Linked DNA regions of Gossypium hirsutum: region 2 is linked to region 1. A link is a contact called in public Hi-C data. All regions are on one chromosome and are shown on one strand. Each heading gives the region's core, a stretch centred on a gene start, on an enhancer-like site or on the middle of the called end of the contact. The rest is flanking DNA. Distances are from core to core; before and after follow the strand shown.

Region 1 (4,403 bases), core at 1,239-3,738:
ATTATATAAGCACAGGAACACCATTGGAATTTGTTTGCCCAGTACTTCCCTATGGATTTATCGGCGTAACACTTCAAGAAATGCCCGATAACTTAATAATAAGGAAACCCATCTACCATTGATTGGGAAATGTTTCTCTATAAGTTGCATCCTCACCCTGGGTCATCTGTCTTAGCGTTGCCTCTGTTGCCCGGGTGTTCAAAAGTCTCTGAGCTAACCTATCTTTCATTGTAACTTTCTTCCGCAGCATTGATGCTAGAGTTTGTTTGTTTCTCCCAACTGGATTCTCACCAACAGTTTCCCCCATGTCTTCTCCAAAAACTGTTGATCTTGATGTTGAAGCTATTGCAGCATCACGAAGAACAGCATCATTGTGCTCCCGAACTCTTGCTAGCTTTTCCCGCTGTAATGACTGTTTATCAAGTTTTCTCTTCCTCGCATCCTCTTTATCTCGCTCCCTAACATTCTTCACAGCTTGTTTTGCTAACTGCTCTGCTAAATCAGAGCCTAAACCAGGATCTGTATCATCTATTGAAGAACTCTGATTGATTTGGTTTCCTGCATCATCACGAGGTATAATGGGCCCATGAAATGGGCAAACCTTCAAGTCTCTTCTCTGACAAAGTCCACCTTTTTTCAAAGGTGCACGACATGGTTGGATCTCTCCTAAGTTTTCCTGGTAAACAATCGACTGAAGATTCAATTCTGCAATTTTCTCGGCTGGAATCACGGCATCATAATCTACTCTTCCCCAGTGATTGTCAAACTCCAAGCCTTTCTGATTTAATAATGTATCCTTATTAGAGACTGAGCCCCAATTATCCATGAAAGAACCCCACCTGAGAACTGGAGCTTCAGCCAAAAGCTCACTCCTAACAGACTTTTCACTACCCGAACACTCTTTGCCCTTAGAACTACTGCATTCTTTATCTTTGGCTTTCACCTTGCAAGAAGCTGACACTTTAGCAAGATTTCCACTCTGTTTATTAGACTTCTTAGAATTCCTATCCTCCACAGATTTACTTCTCTTTTCAATGTTGGAACTTTGAACCTCCCTTCGCTTCTCAGGTTCAGTAGTACTTCCATTCTCAGTCAATCCCAAATTACCTTCCTCCCAGAAGTCTTCCTCCTCTTCTTCGTTTTTATTCACAGTTTTGGGTAAAGTACAACCAGATTCTTCACAATCCTTCTTCACAGATATGAGACTGTTTCGGATATCAATCAAGTCCTTCAACATGGAATCTCGTGACCTGTTGTCAGCCACTTCAACCCTTACAAGAAGAGATATCCATTCTTGTACTGAAACCAGATGCTTGGTTACTAAAAGCTTATACAGCTCTCTTAATGCATCGAAAACCACTTTGTTATCGCTGTTCTCATGAACCTTTTCTCCTTCCTTTAATGAATCAAGACGGATCTGCCTCAACTCAGAAGATCGAAACTCTACAAAATCTTCGTCATCCAATAAGACGTGTGGCATGCCTTCCACTTTAGTGCGAACAATATCTAAACATTCTCCTATCTCATCAACTGTAGCCTGTATTTCTTCCTTAACAGAACTAAAATTCATCTTCAGCGTTTCAAACTTGTTCTGTAAAATCTCCCTAGTCCTTCTCTCTCTTTCCCTCCTCTCTCGTTCTATCCTTGCTGCAGTCTCCTGAAGGTTAGGAAACTGAAACCTGAGAGTATTCTTAAGATAATCAAAACCTAACCTAAGCTGCCTGTAATGAACCCCAAAAGATGCATTCCACTTCTCTAAGAACTCAATTGCCTTGGAACGCAAAGTTGATGCAATAGCCGGAGGAGCTGGGAGCGGCATATTTCTTCTAAACCCAACACTTAAGGCCAATAACTGATCTAAGTTCTCAACCAAAAGGGTTCTAAAAAGCCTAGACCGCATGAAAAGTTCATCAATTATAAGAAGCGTGAGATAACGAACCTGCAATAATAGCAAGTCTCAAAAACTCAAATTCCTTCGAACACCAATCTCTTAGCATTTTCCTTTTTCAATTTAGAAAAGAAAATAAATTATTAATAGTTAAAAGGATCCTGAATTTCGTTACAACAATAAAGACTGGATGCCCTAGAAATCCAATTGCAGAACGTGCATTAGGCAAGGAAACTAAAATTGAAGAAAGAAAGGGAAATTTAACCGAAATCAAAATCCACTTATTTACTAACTCGTTAGAGAAGGATAGATAGAAGACCTGGGAATGATCGCGTTTCATGAGGTCCATGAGGGTATGGGCGGCGAGTCGTAGCTCCGAATCGGAGAACCGCACCACTGATTTGATTGCTTTGAGAAGACGTGGATCAACCTCGGAGGCAGTCGAGTTCGTGGCTTTTTCTATCAAAGCCCCGACTTTTCCTCTCTCCTCCATCTCCATCTCCACCGGCATCGCCATGCCCCGATGTTATGAGTTTTCCAATTCTTGTTATTTATTTTTCAAAATCCCTAATTTATATTGCATCATATTATAATAACTTATCCGCGAAATTCCGTTGCGAGCAAAGTCAACAATTAACACGGATAGAGGCGAATACTGGACTGGGCTAAGGCCTAAGGCTGAGGGAATGGTTAAAATTTGGTTTACAGGCCTTCAGCATGGCCCTTTGGAGGTTTTGTGTGCTGTCAAAATCTAGCCCAAACACTAAATTAGCCCTATTATGCATTTCTTTTTTTTTAATCATTATTATTTCTCTTTTCATTTTACAAACGAATTATATTATTTTCAACTTTGAAAATATTTACATTAAATCAGCTAAATCTGTGAGTTGAAATAAATTGTTGATTGAGCTACGTTTAGACCATTATTTCAGTCAATTCAACGAGTTGAGTTTGAGCAACTGACAATAATTTTTGCCTTCACTGATTGCACCGCATTGATATAAATAAGGACAAAGTTAATCGTGTACTTGTTTTCTTTGCATCTGCATAGCATTTGCAGGAAGAATAGTAAATGTCTTGCTTTTCTTAAAATTCTATTCGATTATAAAAAATTGATTAAAAAAATTAAATTTTAAATTATTTGAATTAAATTAATTATATCAACTCGATTTTTTTTAATTTTAAGTTTAAATTGAGTTAAATTTTCGAATTCGAATAAATTAGATATAAAATTTTTTTACTTCCATTTTACCAATTCCTCCACTCAAATCCTTTTACTTTCCCCAACAAAAAATTACTTTCCCTCAACCCCCAAATTTTTTTCTTTTACCCTCTCCTCAAAATTTTTACTTCTCCCAAACCCCTGCAAAACTTTTACTTCCTTTTAAGCCTCAATTTTTTTTCAAATTTATGTTTACTATTTATATCATTAAATTAAATTTTTGTATTATTTGTATTATTAAATTGTTTAATCATATTGAATCTTTATCAATTTCTGTTAAAATTAAACTATTGATGATGCCATAAAATATTTGTGTTAAAATTTTCTATTGGTATCAATTTTACATTTTATCATTAAAATATCTTTTATTAAAAAACATATTTTTTTTACATTTAATATATTTTTTAATTTCAAAATCCATGGTGACAAGAATCAGAAGATAATTAATGTAACTAAGCAAGCAAAGAAGCTAACTTGTATATAAAAGATTAATAAATAAATTATGAGGGGATGAAAGTTAGTAACAAATTTGATTACAATAGCTGACAGTAGCTACAAAGACCCAAAGTATTTTTTAAAATTTAACTCGAACAAATATATTCGATTTAATTTGATTCGAATTTTATCTCACTCAACTCGATTTGAAAAAAATTTAAATCGAATTAAAATAATAAAATAAAATTTGTCAACATAATTAACTCAAAATCTTTTTCATTCAATTTGATTTAATTTAATTGAACGCTGACCCTAATTACTGATCATGCGTACACATTACAGTTTCTTTTCTTTTAATATACATATAGATTTTATATTTCTTTTATTGTGTCGACACTAGGCTTTCCATCTACTTGATGTTTCTGATTATACTTTATATGAAATTTGTATTCATTGGGAAATTTTGTTAAAACCTTTCAAGTCTTTCACCGAAAAGAAAAATTCCAGGAATGTAAAAGAAAAATATTCGATTAGAAACTTTAAAAATGGATAGGTATAGTGTTATTATTCGTGAAAATAATAATATTTGGCTTTGTTATAAAAAAAATAAAAATAAATAAAAAATATTATCATTTATTGCAATAAATAATTTAAAATAGTTATAAAACAATTAATTAAAATGCCAACAACCTCTTAATCTAATGATAGGAGTATTATATTTCTAGGTATAAGAGTTTAGGTTCGATATCAATGATCTTCATTCCTCTCCCCAATTATTAAAAATAAATGATGCTTATTATTTTATTAAATAAAATTATAATTTTACATATTTTTAATAATTTCATAAAAATAAATAAT
Region 2 (4,529 bases), core at 997-3,496, 240 kb before region 1:
CCAAACAAAAGTGAAACTAAAGCCTTAGAGTGTCTAGACATTAGAAAATATTAAAAAGCCCTTAACAATTCTCTCTGCAAATTAAAGTACTAGCATGAGGAATCATTTATCCTTTATCATATAAGTTACTCATAGAAACTGCCTAACAGTTACCTTTAATTTCTCCTTACAAAAATCAGTCTCGCTGAGTACATCTCGTGGTTCCCCCTCCAGGCGCTGAAGACAGGCTTCATATGCTTCGATATCCCTAGTCACATCTTCAACCTCCTTGTCAAGTTTGTCAGACAACACCCTCATACACTCAAGGCATAATGGTTGTTCAACCTAAAAATGCCGAATGCATAATAAAAGAGTATAAATATATCCTCTCTACAACAATGAAGCACCAAACTGGAAAAGCAATAAAATGAGCAATACCTGTGTCTGAGTCGTGGCAATCTCAAATGCATTCTTCAGGACAGTAATAGTTGAGTGAAATCCAGAGTTGTTCGGCTGCAAAGAACTGCTTGGTCCACCTTCTGACGATGGTAATTGCGTCCCACTTCCATCAGAAGCAGACTCTGATTTATCAACCACCACAAATGATTCTTCCATACCTTTCCTAGCTTGGCCAGTATCAGGCTGACCAGGAATGCCACGAGGTCGTGGAGGGATTCCTGGGGCCAAGGGCTTTTGCTTTGGCAGCACGACGAAAGAGTTATCCATTCGTGTTGAACCCAGCATGCTGCTAGCTCCATGTATCGAAGCCCCCTGCATTGCTGCATCATTCATACATCAATTTTCTTAGCAAGGAACATCAGCTTGAAATACTGCTATTATAGTCAGGTTTAGTACTTAGTAGCCAAATAAAATAATTGAAGAATCCACTGTGTTTTGGTCCCAATTCCAGCATCAGTACATGAAGATAATAGAAAATCCCCAATTTTATAAGTTTTGCAACTCAGACCACTTCAAAATCGAAAAGAATTAATCCTCAGCTAATTAAACCGAAAAAATATTAAATTCAACAACTGGGCAGAAGCAGAAATTTAAAAAGGAAGAGATTGGAGAAACCCTAACCTGATCGAGAAGAGTCGTTGGGGAACTTGTCGACGTAGGAATCGAATCCGACGATACAGAGGGAATGGTGACAGTTCTGGCAGATCCATTTGGGGAGATTTGGATCCACGGGTAAGCTCCGACCTTTATCGGGTATATATTCCTTCTTCATTTAGCTAATCGAATTCTATGTGAAGGGAGATTTTCGGGCTGTCGGGCAATCAGGGGAGAGAGAGATGGAGGGTTTCGTTGTTTCGATTGTTGAGCCGTCCAAGTAAAACATTACAAAAGAAATCATAACAGTTTTTATGACAGGTTTTTTGTGACCAGGCCCAACGACTTTTGGATTAATTTCACTAATAGTCCCTACACTATTGCTTAAAGTTTAAATTATTCTCTAAACTTCTAATCAAATATTTAAAATATAAATATTATATCTATTAGGTCATTATGGGTGGGTTTGGACGGACGGTGGAGTGCGGTGGGGTGCAGTGCATTTAGCTTACTTTTTGTCTCACGCTACAATATTAGTGCAATACCTAATATCACCGCCACTACTGTCTTTACATTAATCGCAGATAAACATATCGTCCATCCAAACCTACCCTATGTCAGCATGTGTATTAATTTCAACATTAGATATTAGTTCAAACTTGATATAAAGCATATTTAAAAATCAAAACAAGTGGATTAAACACCAAATAACTTTGTACCTACATTTATGAATAATTTGAATATGATATATTAAAAAGTATATTGAGCTAATAAATTTAAGAAAGTTATTTTATTAACATGTGTGATCCAAATTGTCCATATGATAAATAAATATATTTATAATTTGAACTATGTGATTAAATGTGTTTCACCTCATATTTAAATTGATGTTTGATATCCAAGCTAATGACTAAGGTGATACAAGAATTTGGTTGATAGAATATTAATACTTTAAAGATACAATTAAAATGTTTTGAAGTTTGGGATCAATTTAAAATTTATATTATAAAATTGAGGCCTTCTGATGAATTAAACATTTTTTTGCCTTTTCTTTTAAGGATTCTCCGTTACCCGGCGGAGTTGACCCGAACACCCAATATATTAAAGATGGACTACTCGGGAAATTAGGTTTATAATCAGGATCCCAACCCTAGTTTCTCCTTTTCCCCTGATCCCCAAATCTTCATCTTGAAATCACGGACACGTACCTGTTATGGAAGATGATCAAATCAGCGGAGACGATATCGACATGAAGGACCTGAACCCAAGGCAGTTACAGCTGTTCGTTAAACTTCTCAATGGTGAAACTTTGTCGCTCCTATTCCCGACCCTTCAAGTCCAAGTCGGCGATGTCAAGCACCGAATTCAGGAATTTACCCAAATCCCTTTCAATTTCCAGCGACTGATTCGCGGCCATCAACTCAAGGACGATTCGGTGATTTCCCACTCCAACGCTACCCTCAACCTTTCCCTCCGGCTCCTCGGTGGCAAAGGAGGTTTCGGGTCTCTGCTGCGTGGCGCAGCCACAAAGGCCGGGCAGAAAAAGACAAGCAATTTCGAGGCGTGCCGAGACATGAGCGGAAGGAGGCTAAGGCATGTAAATGCCGAGAAGAGGTTGGAGGAGTGGAAAGCGGAGGAAGAACAGAGAAAGTTGGAGAAGATCGCTGAAGACTTCATAAAGAAGAAAGCAAAAACTGGGAAAAAAGGAGTTGGAGATGGAGAGGCCGAGAAGTACGTAGAGAAGTACAGAGAGCAGTCGGCGAGGTGCGTGGCGGTGGTTGAAGAGTCCGTTAGGGCGGCCTGCCAAAATGGAAAACGGAAGACAGTGCCGGGAGGAGCTGACCCCAAAAGATTGAAGATTTGGTAAGTTTTTAAGCTCTTTTGATTTGCCGTTTATAAGGTTGGTATTGATATATAGATTGTTGACTTATTTTTGTTTGCTTATATAGGATGGGAAAGAGGAAAGTGGATGAGAGTGATAGTGACAGTGATTATAGCAGTGAGGATGAAGATAATGAGGAAAATGAGAAATCTGTAGTTTTGAACAATGGGAATCATTCAGATTCTAGTAAGGGAGCTGAGGGGAGTTGTGGTTCAGTTTTGGGGGGAAAACAGGATATAGACTTTTCAATTGGAGTCTCAAGTGGTACTGGTTCTGAGGAAGAGAAGGAGGTTGTTCTGCATCGAAGCTCGGAATCTTGTGAAGATGTTGATGCCATGGTTGAAGCAGATGTGATTGCTGGGAGTGAAGCAGCTCATCCTGAGATGCCAGAACAAAATGGAACTAAAACTCAAAATCAAGAGGAAATAGTTAGTCAATGTCTCAGTGCTGATCCGGTTGCGGAAAATGGAGTTGGAAGTGAATTGATTGATGGACTTAATTGTTCTTCTATCCCAAAACCAGAAGTTCACAAAGACACATTAGTTTCAAATGTTAATGCTACAGAACCAGAAAATCCATTGAACTTTGATGACTTTAATTCTTCTGCAGAGATGGAGGTATGGTTGCTCACTTGAAGTTCTTTTCCTATTTCCTAGGCTTAGCTAATTTTGAGTGCTTGTTTATTTCCTTTTTTAATCATTAAAGTTTGTAGATATAGAATTTTAGATGGTTTGAAAGACATTGTTTATAAACTTGCTAACAAATAAATCCGAACTATTTGGGCTGTCTGTTCATTCTAGCCCTTGTTATTCTCACCCTTGTATAGAGATTGATACCATTGATGCATCTAGGAGGTGGAAGAAGCGATACAACTTTCGGTCTCTCACCCTTTTTACTTTAGTTTGTTGTTGCAATTTTATTAAATGCTTTCCTTTAGCTTAAAGCTTAAATCCTGCCATAGCTGTTTGATGTTATTTAGGCAGTGTCTTCGTGTTGATGTTAAAAAAGTAGTTGGATGATATAAACTAGAGAATTGAAGAAAGGATACCATGGAATGAAGTTAAAAATGGCATATGCATTAAATTGTCATGGGCCACATGGTGATGCTGTTGCCTTTATAATGCTCAATGTTGATTCAGAACTAACTAATTTATCCTTTTTTTTTTTTGGGGGGGGGGGGGGGCAAACTAATTTATCATTTCAAAAGGTTCTTGGATTGGAGCGGTTGAAATCTGAACTGCAGTCACGTGGGCTAAAATGTGGGGGTACTTTGCAAGAGCGAGCTGCTCGTCTGTTCCTGCTAAAATCTACCCCTTTAGATAAGCTTCCAAGGAAGCTGCTTGCGAAGAAGTGAAAAGCTATGTAGTAGGCTAAGGCTTCATATCACCTCATAGTGTATTGCTAAGGAGTGTTCCTTTTTGTCAAACGGAGAAATGTATATATTTCTTTCGCTTCTGTTCAATATTGTATAAGTTGGTTCTTGTAAGCTAAAACACTGTTAGCTATGAGGGGATATTAACTAATGGTCTCTGTAAGTTACACTTCGCCTAAACTGAATTTTGAGATTTGTGGAATGATAATGGTGATAAGAATGTGGTGTTTTAGCTAATTGAAA

Evidence for each region. A called contact is a pair of places that touch in the nucleus more often than the background predicts.
Region 2: a Hi-C map of leaf shows a contact between it and region 1, with 2.9 times the contacts expected there. The contact joins the promoter of LOC107938161 here to the promoter of LOC107938164 in region 1. A contact is called at or near these places in 4 of 34 Hi-C or Micro-C datasets (all in leaf).

What each region holds. Positions count from the first base shown.
Region 1 is chrA08:101,728,594-101,732,996 of Gossypium_hirsutum_v2.1, reverse strand. It overlaps LOC107938164 (UV-stimulated scaffold protein A homolog), which reads right to left and starts at 2,488. Exons shown (of 2, transcript XM_041074270.1): 1 at 2,208-2,488; 2 at 1-1,939. The coding sequence starts at 2,405. The coding sequence ends at 113.
Region 2 is chrA08:101,972,428-101,976,956 of Gossypium_hirsutum_v2.1, reverse strand. It overlaps LOC107938161 (replication stress response regulator SDE2), which reads left to right and starts at 2,246. Exons shown (of 3, transcript XM_016871235.2): 1 at 2,246-2,895; 2 at 2,982-3,531; 3 at 4,122-4,523. The coding sequence starts at 2,246. The coding sequence ends at 4,268. It overlaps LOC107938159 (beclin-1-like protein), which reads right to left and starts at 1,885. Exons shown (of 10, transcript XM_041074602.1): 1 at 1,060-1,885; 2 at 418-758; 3 at 154-324. The coding sequence starts at 1,210.